Linked DNA regions of Mus musculus: region 1 is linked to region 2. A link is a contact called in public promoter capture Hi-C data. All regions are on one chromosome and are shown on one strand. The core of a region is the stretch at or near the end of the contact, and the rest is flanking DNA. Distances in the headings are between cores, read along the strand shown. Region 1 holds the start of Pdap1 (PDGFA associated protein 1). Region 2 holds the start of Zfp113 (zinc finger protein 113).

What was found. Capture Hi-C pulls out chosen DNA fragments and counts their contacts.
Region 1: a contact with region 2 is called in a promoter capture Hi-C map of liver. The contact joins the promoter of Pdap1 here to the promoter of Zfp113 in region 2. A contact is called at or near these places in 1 of 39 promoter capture datasets (cranial neural crest), 1 of 484 Hi-C or Micro-C datasets (CD4 T cells) and 1 of 9 other capture datasets (liver).

What each region holds. Positions count from the first base shown.
Region 1 is chr5:145,135,126-145,141,358 of GRCm38.p6, reverse strand. It overlaps Pdap1 (PDGFA associated protein 1), which reads left to right and starts at 1,334. Exons shown (of 6, transcript NM_001033313.4): 1 at 1,334-1,392; 2 at 4,366-4,457; 3 at 6,187-6,233. The coding sequence starts at 1,380. It overlaps Bud31 (BUD31 homolog), which reads right to left and starts at 983. Exons shown (of 6, transcript NM_001310771.1): 1 at 917-983; 2 at 1-54.
Region 2 is chr5:138,153,752-138,159,242 of GRCm38.p6, reverse strand. It overlaps Zfp113 (zinc finger protein 113), which reads left to right and starts at 3,499. Exons shown (of 5, transcript NM_019747.4): 1 at 3,499-3,613.

The sequences.
Region 1 (6,233 bases), core at 85-2,584, 7.0 Mb before region 2:
ACTATTCTGTGACTCTGGGGGAGATCACTTTTCTTCTGCAGTCTTCTGTCTCATCTGTAGAATAAAAGCAGTAGATTACACACGTTAAATAGCCGCCAAAAATCTCTCTTTTTAGAACAACAAAGCAGGCCAGTCAAAATCTAAATAGAAACGCTGTTTTCTTCTTCTTCCGATTGCATAAAGCTTTCTAGCTGGCAAAGAGTAACCTATCAGCATAACAGACTCATCTGCTCAAAACTGTCTTTAGTCCCATCCACTGTATGGTGACTGACACTTTACAATCCCCTATTCCCACACCCCTTCTTAACAATTTAATAAATTAAGAATAAAACTCTTAAGACGTGGACTCAGGGTCACATTGCTGACAACCAGTGAGTCTAACAGATTAGAGGCTCCTGACTTCCCCATCAGTGGTCTTTGCTCTGGTTTTTCCAGCGCTTACGTTAAAAGATAGATTGACTCTGAGCCCTTCCCAGGGCGCACAGCCTGATTAGAGAATCACTTTCTCCTGACCTAGGAGGACTCAACCCGAGAGGCTCTCGGGGCCGGGGAGAGGTAAAACGAAGAGGCGATCGGATCAGGAGGAAAGAGGTGTTGTGTTGGGCTGTTTACAGACGTAGAAGAGCGGGAAAAGGGGTGAACAAGAGCGAAGTTACGGAAGGGACAGTGGCAGAAAACTCAAGAGCAGCATCTGAGAAAAAAAGCGGTGTTTAGACAGAAAACGGTCCCGGAAGAGAAAACGACGTGGGAAAAAAACACACACGCAGAGAGAGAAAGAGCGAGCCCCAAGTTTACCATCCCCTGTGCAAGTCATCGGAGACTCCAGCCTCTGCCGCATAAGCAGCTCACACAGCTCTCCTGCCCGTAACCATTGCCAAAGATACGGTACTCGAGAACCGAGCAGAGAAACACTCACCGGAAACTCAAGCACCTAAGGCCGCTGCTTCTTTATTGACGGCTTCCGCTCCGGCGACAAACTCTTCAGAATAAGGCCCTCGCGGGGCCCCGCCCACCTCGCGCGGAGATTGCGTCATCTTAGGTGTCCCTGGCGCTGCCTTTGTAGAATTCCGTAAACCGTACGGCCCTTTTCCTCTCACTTCCTGTAGGGGTGGCCCACACGGCTACGTGTCTCCTCGGACAGGGACACCGGGGAACGCGGATTCCTGGCAGTACATATTCTGGTCAGGAATTCAGGCACCTCCCAAGACAGCCCGGCCTCGGTGTGAGGTCCCAGATCCTCGCAGCCGTGGCGGCGGTGGCGGCGTCAGTGGCGCGCGGAGAGGGAACCAAGCCGGGCGGAAGAAGTCGATTCCAAGGAGTTTCCGGTTCCGGTGTCAGTTCGAGGCGCCGCCGCCGCCGCTGCAGCCGCCGGAGCCGAGATGCCTAAAGGAGGTGAGGGGGTGGGCGCGCGTGGTTCGCGTGGCTTCTCTAGTGGCGGCCGTAGGCGGGCTGCCGCGGACCCCTCAGCCCGCGGGTCTGGGGCCTCTAAGAGATCCGCGCTGAAGGAGGCCATCCCCGTCGCCTCCCAGCCATGCGTGGGCCTCGACGCTCAATTGTCCTGCCTGGGAAGCCGAGGACCACAGTGGTTGAGGGCCTCTCCGTCGGGGATTTTTGAGGAGACTCACGGGTGCTGGGTCCTTGTCCTTGAGGAGAGCAGGACCCAGGAGTCTCGGCCAAGCCTCCGGAGCATCTGAAGTTTGTCCTCCCATTTGGCTGGCCGGAGACTGAGTCACCGCGTCCCGCGCTGGTGCGGTGCCTGGCTGCCTCGAGCATAAAATGTGGCTTTTGTGGAGCTTTTGAGGAGCCACGCCTGCCTCATAATAAGACCTTGACTTGATGATGTGGGACCTGGCTCTGATTCTCTCCTTGCACCGTAGCCACTAAGGATGTGCTTCTGAGCCAGTCGCCTAACTTCTTTGTGTCCCGGTTTTGTCGTTTCCAAAAAGGGGGTTGGGGTGGGGGACATTGATTATATTTTCCTCCTGTTATGAGAGAGGCATAAACTAGGTAGCCCACGTACTCAGCCCAGTGCCCCGCAGCCCCTAAATGTTCAGCTATTACTGTGTGTAGAGACCAAGAAAACAAGTGTTTCCCATCGTACATTGGTTTCACCCCTTAGAATCAGGGGTTTGAATACCAGATATATCACATCTTAAGTCTGTGGCCTCAAACAAAACTTTTCCAGTTCGTTTTCTTCATCTGAACTACAGGGGTATTAATAAGGCTTAGTTGGATGAGTAGGAGACAGGCGGACAGGAGTTACGGTGGCAGAATAAATCGCTCTAAGGGCCTGGCTAGCTCCCAGCACAGAACAGATGTTCAGTAAATGTTGGCAGCTCACGTGTTAAGCCAGTTAATGCAGTGAGCCCACAGGAACATCTGCCTGGAGATTTTCAAGCTTAAATTGCTTCCTGTCAATATTCAGATATTAGGCTCTACAGGGCCAAGTGTGTCTAAATCTAGTTCTCTGCTGATTTATCCTGCGTCTAGAGGAGCACTGTCTTTGTTTCACAGTCTCATCTTTAAAAGGCAAAGGAACTTTTTTCAGCTCCTGACTCCAAGGTTGAGAATTACAGTTCGGCAGTCTTGAATATGAAATCATGGCTAATGGACTTAGTCTTGATTTCTGGGAAGCTTTGCAGGCAGATAAACAAAGCTTGTTTCCTTGCTTGGGCTAACATGAGAAAACAGTGATTAAAAACTATTTTAAAAAATCCCCCAGGAGCAAAGGACCAATTCTGTTTTCAGTATACTGTGAATTATTTTTTTAAAGCATCTTGAAAGAGCCTCAGTAAAACAAACAAACTAAGATCACGAAAGGGTGTTGCTTTTTTTGTTTGTTTGGCTGGTTGGTTGGTTGGTTTTTTGTTTTGTTTGTTTTTAATGGTAAAGCTTGGTATCTCACAATAGGCCTTTCATGAGCATACCTAGATACACCCCTGGGAACTCAGGTTGTCATTAAAAATGGGCGGTGTAGGCTGTTGGCAGCTCAATTACAGCTCTGCAGCTGCTGTCTAGGAAGTCACTGTGTCTCTGCAGTGGTCTCCGGAGCTTGCAACAGTTCTAGCTGTCTAATCATAGATTCTCTACTCATAGCAAGGGGTCTGCAGAAATCAAGAAAGGGCCTGTTTGGCAATAGAGGCCACAGTCACACCTGCATCGAGATGCCAAAGGCTTGCAACCCAGCTGTGAGACTAGCTTTAGCAGGGATTGGTCTAGTCGTCCGGCTAGCACATGAGGGTATGGCACTGATCCTCGTAGCTGAATTGTCTCTGACAGTCCTGATCAGTGTTAGACTGCTGTTGAGTCAGTCTATCTTTAATTTTGCCAGTTTAGTTGTTTTATGTGAGATTTGTATGTGTGTTTTGTTTTTTTGTCCATGTGTGTACAAGTGTACCATGCGTGCAGAGCCCACAGAGGTCGGGAGAGGGCTTTAGATCACCCAGGAACTGGAGTGATTCTGAGCTGCCCTGTAGGTGCTGGGAACCAACTAGGGCTATATGAAAGAACAGCAAACGTTCCTAACTGCTGAGCCGTTTCTCCAGCTCTATTTGCTAGTTTAATTCTGAATACAGAGTTTCTGTTGGTCGATGTAGCACCAAGATAAGCATGGAGTATGTCATTCTCCTGCTGCCACTGGCAGTTGTGTGCTCAGGAGCCATGCTGACTTAGGTTTTACTGCCAGCCAGTGTGTTAGCATTAACAGGTTAACAGACGCTGTGTGTTGCTCCTCCAATGCCAGGCACCATTCTGGTTGCTTTACCAATGGTGTCCACCCTACTTCCATGGCAGCCTTGTGGGGAAAAGGAAACTGGGGAAAAGGAGGCTCTGGGAAGGCACACACAGAGACACAGATGTAGGAAATGGTACAACTCAGATTGGAACCTAGAGCTTTAGACTCCCGAATTCTTCCTCTTTTACACATTGTTTGACGTTAAGTCTCCTCGTCTGTGGTACAAAGCCAGCAGTGGCTCTTGTGCTGTACCTTTGCTCTTTAGAACACTACTCCATATGTAGACCAGGCTGGCCTGGAACTCAAGAGATCCATAGCTTGCCAGCCTCTGTGGTCTCAAATGCTGGAATTAAAGATGCCCAGCTGTGTTTGGATTTTAAGCAAACAGGATTCAGTCAGACTGTATCTCCCTCTCCTCACCTTAGGTCTTGTTCTTAGGAACCTACATCGGGCAGTCTGTGCATCGGGTGTCATAAGCCGCTGCTTTTGTTCTTTGAGATCACTGTAGGTTTGGGTGGTACTTGGTGAAGGTAGGTGAGGTTCCCTTGGGCTGAACAGGACAGCCTTTTGGGAGTCTGTGTAGTGAAGGCTGACGTCTCTCTCACCTTCCTAAACTACTGATCTTTGTGCAGGTAGAAAGGGAGGCCACAAAGGCCGAGTGAGGCAGTATACGAGCCCGGAGGAGATCGATGCCCAGCTACAGGCTGAGAAGCAGAAGGCCAACGTGAGTACATGTCTGTCTGCTCCAGTGGTCCAGTATGTTGCCTTGTTCTGGCTTTTGGGGAGAACAGGAAAGGACTACTGTTCTCCAAGAGACATCACACATGAGGGTGGGAAGGACACCAGATGGCAGGTGTGAGCCCTGGAGCAGCCAGTCACAGTCACAGAAAGGTGGTCCTATGATTGGACCAACAAGAAAGGACTTTGCCCATTTTGCAGGAGCTGTTTGGTGGTCTCCACTCGTGGTCCTGTTTGCCTGCCTTCTAGAGGCCCTCTCTCTACCAGCTGCTGTCCATCTACAGCTCCTATCAATTCCCTGCAGCTCCCCCCCACACACACACACACACAAGGCTACCTGCCAGACTCTATACAACATACAGCCTGCCTTCCCGTTCCCCCACTGTCCTGTGTATTGCTATTGGCTCTGTTCAGCATCACCTCTTCTGTGACATACTAGTGCTGCCTGCCCTCCTCCAGCTCCTCTGTGCTGAGATACCCTGTCCAGTCTACTCTTACCTGCATCCTCTGCAACAGTGAATATCCACACCTGAAGTAAGGGCTTAAGGAAGCAGGCAGCCCCTCTCCCAGGATCCCTGAGAAGGGGAGAAGCCATCTCTAGCTGGAATTCTGGGAGTTTTGAGAATTTGAATTTTGAATTTGTGGAGTTCCTGGCATGGAACCTTGGAGTTTTTCGAGACAGGGTTTCTCTGAGTAGCGCTGGCTGTCCTGGAACTCACTCTGTAGACCAGGCTGGCCTCGAACTCAGAAATCTGCCTGCCTCTGCCTCCCAAGTGCTGGGATTAAAGGTGTTCGCCACCACTGCCCGGGTGGATATAAGGGTTTGTTTGTTTGTTTGTTTGTTTGTTTCCAGAGCTGAGGACCGAACCCAGGGCCTTGCACTTGCTAGGCAAGCGCTCTACCACTCCCCTGGATATAAGTTTTTATTGGGCTTTCTTACTTTGTTTTTTTTTTTTTTTGGACAAACTATGTGCAGCCCAGACTAGTTTGCACTCTTGGCAATCCTCCTGCCTTAGCCTCCCATGTGCTGAGATTATACTTATAATTAATTATAGGTATGTTGCCAGGCATGGTGGCACATGCCTCTAATCCCAGCACTTGGGAGGCAGAGGCAGGTGAATTTCTGAGTTTGAGGTCAGCCTGGTCTACAGAGTGAGTTCCAGGACAGCCAGGGATACACAGAGAAACCCTGTCTTGAAAAACAAACAAATTATAGGTATGTTGACTCTTTCTAGTGATTTTTTTTTTTTTTTTTTTTTGTGAGACAGAAATGTAGATGCTGGTAGCCTGCCAAGGTGTGGTCTTGGGCATTTGGTGCCAAAAGGCCATATGTGGACAGGTGTGACCATGGGAGCATACAACCAAGAAGGCATGACCAGGAAAGTTACTTTGGCAACTGTTCATAGCGGGTATCAACCCGGCAGGTGCAGTTTTTAGCTCCACACCTGGGTCTTTGTGACCCTGTGAGATGTCCTTCTTTCTGAGCTGAGCAAGATGGCTATAAAGGATCAGAGAGTCTTTTATGGCTGTATCAGGACCTTTGACTTCTGGTCTATGATGCTGAGTGGCCACTTTTTAGGACCTTTGTCATACTAGGCTTGAGCCTTCCAGAGGCTTAATGTGAAGGTCCACAATCAGAGGGTGGCTGTGGGTGTTATATTCTTGGGGGTCTGTTTTGCATTTTTGATTCTGCAGGTTGTCCATTTCTGAAACAGGAAGAAGATGAACAAGAAGAAGGTGGAGATGGGGCTTCAGGTGACCC
Region 2 (5,491 bases), core at 2,250-4,749:
TAACAGCAATTTAACAATATTCTTAAAACACTCAACCCCTGTCTAGAGCTCAAGGAAAGCTGGGTTCCCTTCATCTGTCTTGGAATGATTTTTTTTTTTTTTTGCAGATTTTAATAATGTATTAAAAAGTCAGGCAGTGGTGGAACACACCTGTAGTCCTAATACTCCGGAGGCAGAGGCAGGCAGATCTCTGGAGTTTGAGGCCAGCCTGGTCTACAAACCAAATGCCAGAACAGCCAGGGCTACACAGAGAAACCCTGTGTACTGGCTGATTTTATGTGTCAACTTGACTCAGGCTGGGGTTATCACAGAGAAAGAGCTTCAGTTGGGGAAGTACCTCCATGAGATCCAGCTGTGGGATATTTTCTCAATTAGTGATCAAGGGGGAAAGGCCCCTTGTGGGTGGGACCATCTCTGGGCTGGAAGTCTTGGGTTCTATAAGAGAGCAGGCTGAGCAAGCCAGGAGAAGCAAGCCAGTAAAGAACATCCCTCCATGGCCTCTGCATCGGCTCCTGCTTCCTGACCTGCTTGAGTTCCAGTCCTGACCTCCTTTGGTGATGAACAGCAATGTGGAAGTGTAAGCTGAATAAACCCTTTCCTCCCCAACTTACTTCTTGGTCATGATGTTTGTGCAGGAATAGAAACCCTGACTAAGACACCCTGCCTCGAAAAACAAAACAAGCTGGGTGTGGTGGGGCACACCTTTAATCCCAGCACTTGGGAGGCAGAGGCAGGAGGATTTCTGAGTTCGAGGCCAGCCTAGTCTACAGAGTGAGTTCCAGGACAGCCAGGGCTACACAGAGAAACCCTGTCTCGAAAAACAAACAAACAAACAAACAAACAAACAAACAAAACGAATGAAAGAAAGAAAAACAAAACAATAATAGTGTATAGAAGAACACCTTTGTTTTTTACTCTATTTTGAGTGTGTAAGTGTGTGTGTATGTGTGTGTATAATGTGCATACCCCAGCATAGGTCAGAGGACAGCTAGAGTTTCAGAATGATACCCTGTTTAATTAATTAATTGACTAAGTAAAAGAGTCTATTGGAACATGTTAGGCTTGGGCTTAGGACTAGTCAGGCTATACTGACTTGCAGAGCCTCTTTCTTCATCCTCACAGCTTCTGCAAAAAATAAAAAATAAACTCTGACCAGTCTGCAATCCTCACTTCCCCTAAGGCGGTGCACCAAACCCCAGCAATCGGCGGTTACAGGCGGCACATCTCATATGATAGACACGCATTAGCTAAAGAAACAAACTTTTCCTCTTTCCCTTGGAGCTAGAGTCATAGGTGGTTGTGAGTGTACAGACATGGGTACTGGGAAATGAACTCCAGTCCTGGAATAAGAGTGCGTGCCTCTATCGTGTACTATTGACTAGTCATTCATGACATGGAATGGGGTTACCTACCTCTCTAAAACCTGTAAGATGCAATAGTACTCCTTACTCCTGTTAGTCTCCCGGCCTGAAATCTCTTCACAACTTCCAGCACAATCTCTGTAGCATTAATAATGCTTAAAATAAATTGTTTACCCCCAAACCACAATATGTCTCAGGGTACCTCTTGAACCCCAAATGTGAGCCTTTATAGGAAGCTCATTTTAAATATGTGTTTGTTAATTATTATCATTTGTTTTGAGACCGAGTTTTAGTGTGCAATTGAGGCTGGCCTCAAACTTTTGACTATCTTTCTGTTTCAGGCTCTAAAGTACTGCAATTACAGATGTGTACCCCACGTCAGGCTCGTAAGTGCAGAATCACTTATGTGTCTCATGTAGCCCAAGCTGGCTTTGAACTCAGTATGTACTGAAGAACGAACTTGAGTCCTTGATCTTCCTGCCACCACCTCCCAAATGCTAGGAATACAGTACTGTACCATATTGTCTGGTTTATGCACCATTGGGGATGGGGACCCAGGGCTTCAGCCAGGCTAGTCAAGCAATCTAAAAGCAAAGCTGTGGGCTGGAGAGATGGCTCAGTGGTTAAGAGCACTGACTGCTCTTTCGAAGATCCTGAGTTCAAATCCCAGCAACCACATGGTGGCTCACAACCATCTGTAATGAGATCTGACGCCCTCTTCTGGGGCATCTGAAGACAGCTACAGTGTACTTAGATATAATAATAATAATAAGTAAATCTTTAAAAAAAAAAAAAGTACTGGCTGCTCTTCCAGAGGACCCAGATTCCATGCACTCATATGGCCACTCATTACCGTAACTCCAGTTCCAGAAGATGTGATGGCTTCATCTGACCTATATCTGAATCAGGTGTGTGTGTATGTGTGTGTGTATGCAGGAGAAAAACACTCATTAAAATACTAAATCTTCAAATAAATATTAAATCTATTAAAATAATTTTTTGTCTTGCTTTTTTTGAGACAGGGTTTCTCTATGTAGCCCTGGCTGTCTGGAACTCACTCTGTGACCAGCCTGGCCTCGAACTCAGAAATCTACCTGCCTCTGTCTCCCAAGTGCTGGGATTAAAGGCGTGCACCACCACTGCCTGGTTAAAATAAATCTTTTAAAAACTGAGTGCTGAGTGCTTTAAAAAAAAACCCATGGTGCTATTTTGGATATAATATCATTAGCACCAACATAAATTCCAAATTTTAAAAATATAACTATTATACTTATCAAGCAGTGGAGAAATCATGTTAAAAAGGTAATCCTTTTTTCTACTATAAGAAGTTTTGAAATAAAATATTTTCTTAATTAGTGAGAATGTTCAAAATAATTAAAGAAAAATTGATGAGTAAAAAAAAAAAAACAAAAAAACAAAAAAAAAAAAAAAACAAAAACGGGGGCTGGAGACATGGCTCAGTGGTTAAGAGCACTGACTGCTCTTCCGGAGGTCCTGTGTTCAAATCCCAGCAACCACATGGTGGCTCAAAACCATCTGTAACAAGACCTGACTCCCTCTTCTGGTATCTGAAGACAGCTACAGTGTACTTACATATAATAAATAAAATAAATCTTAAAAAAAAAAAAACCAGAAAAACAAAACAAAAACCAAAACCCATGGTGCACTTTTATTTATTTATTTTTTTGTTTGTTTGTTTTGTTTTGTATCATAGGCCAGGCTGGCCTCACAGAGATCTGCCTGACTGTGCTTCCCCAGCGCTGGGATTAAAGGCGTGCGCCATCACGACCAGCCAATGGTGCACATTTATATTAAAGGATTCTTCAAGTTTCATATATTTGCTATGGAGGTGATGGTGTACTCTCTCTCTTGCTATGGAGGTGATGGTGTACTCTCTCTCTCAGAGCCACTAGAACTTGTGCCCTGAATTTCCTGGACCTCCAACTTCTTCAGCTTACGCATCGTCCCTTCCCAACCTGGCCAGCAAGTGGCGCAGTCTGGTGCCCTTGTTTCCCAGCACCATCGAGAACAGCACCATCAGCGTACCATCGAGAGATGAAGACCTCCCATTTTCCTAGAGAGAGCAAGTGGGCATTTGTTGTCCTGGGTGGTGAGAAAGGACGACCCGGAAACGATATGGGGAGGGGCAGTTTCCGTTCTTTGTTCTGTTCTCCGTTGTGTGGGTCTGTAACAGGGTCCAACAGGACCTGTTTCGTGTCCGGCCCCCTAAGTCTTACGTCCCTGTCCCCAGGGTGAGTGGGGCCATCTCCCGGACTCGCGGTGAGGTGGAAGTTGTGGTCTCCGGGGAAGGGGGTTGGTGTTCACACGTCCGCGGCCCGCCGGGGTTCTGGGCCCACCTTCCTCCTGCAGTCGCTGTCCAGCTCCGCAACCCTAGCTGCAGGCGCGCAGCGTGATCCCGGGTGTCGCGTAATGGGACTCCGGGTCTGCTTTTGTGTCTCTTACCGTCCCCAGCCCCAGTGTTTAAAATTCCTAGCGTCGCTACGGAGGTCTCCCTCTCTTTAAAACAACTGATGACAGATTGCCACCCTAACTTGGTACTCTCAGCACACCGATTTCTGTGTGAGGGCAGGAGAAGGAAGTTTTTCCTTAATTGGATCGGAAAACCAGACAGTAGTTCTGGGTCGCAGTGAGAACTAGGGCTTGGGAGGAGGTGCGAACTCGGGTCCTCCGTAACCTCACCAAGATCTCATGTCCTATGGCTATGAATAGGGTTTTTTTGTTTTGTTTTTTGTTTTTTTTTTTAAGCTTACTGACTGATACCTTTTCGTGGACATGCTGGGGCCGGCTCCCTGCAGAAGTGGCCGAGTATGTCCAGTGCATTAGCTGGCTAAAACATTGAGAACCTAGTTGAACACAGAGAACCTTAGTCCATTTCAGCTCTCTTAGGGTGTACTGAAAAGACAGTATGTGATGGTCTTTGCTGGTAGTTCCTAGCACATTCCTTTACCCTCCGTACTTCTTAAGTACCTATATTAGACATAAACTGAACCCGATTTCCCCATTTTGACCCCTTAATCATACAGAACTGGTAGAACCTAAAACAGAAATTCTCAACCTTCCTCATGCTATGACCTTTTAATGCAGTTTCTCATGTGATGACCCCCAACCGTAAAGTTATTATTGTCACTACTTCATAACCGTATTTTTTTTGCTACTGATAAGAACAGTAATGTAAATATCTGTGTTTTCCAATAGTCTTAGGTAACCCCTGTGAAAGAGTCATTCAACTTTCAAAGGGGTCACGACCTACAAGTTTGAGAAACAATGACCTAATGTGAATTTCCAGGAATTAGCCAAATTGGCTTGCTCACATCTAATCCCAGCACAGAGGCAAATGAAGCAAGGCCAACTTGTCCTATACAGTGAATTCCAAGCTAGTCTGGGCTATAGCCTGATTCTTACCCAATAAAGAAAGACCAAACCAAACAAACAAAAACCTCAGAACTGCACAAAAGGTGCTAAGTTTCCAGTCATCGCTACCTTAATCCTATAGTGAGTTACTCCAAAGAAAGAGGAAAGGATCCAGGAGGCGAAGCCTCTCTTGACCTGTGCTTACAGCCAGGTGGTCTTTAATCCCAGCACTCGGGAGGCAGAGGCAGGCAGATTTCTGAGTTCGAGGCCATCCTGGTCTACAAAGTGAGTTCCAGGACGGCCAGGGCTATACAGAGAAACCCTGTCTCCAAAAAACCAAAAAAAACCCCAAATCAACAGGGCAAGAGAAAGGCCCTGCCCACACCTGGATGGTTTTACTCTGTAGTTTGTTGTTTTCGAGACAGCTCTCTCTCCCCGTAGCCCTGGCTGTCCTTGAACTCTCTATGCACACTAGGCAGGCTTTAAACTCTGATCTGTCTACTTCTCTGCCTAAGTGCTGGGATCGAAGGCGTGCATCATCATGCCCAGCTTTTAAGCTGTGTGTGTGCATGCCTGTTTCTCTGAGGTAGAGACTAAGTTGGCACCATCCTGTCTCAGCCTCGTAGGTGATAGAATTTCAGGCCTGTGCCACCTATGCCAAGTGGTTCACCTTTTTTGTTGTTGTTTCAAGACAATTTTTCTCTGTAGCCCTGGCTGTCCTGGAACCTCTGTAGACCAGGGTGGCCTCCAACTTACTG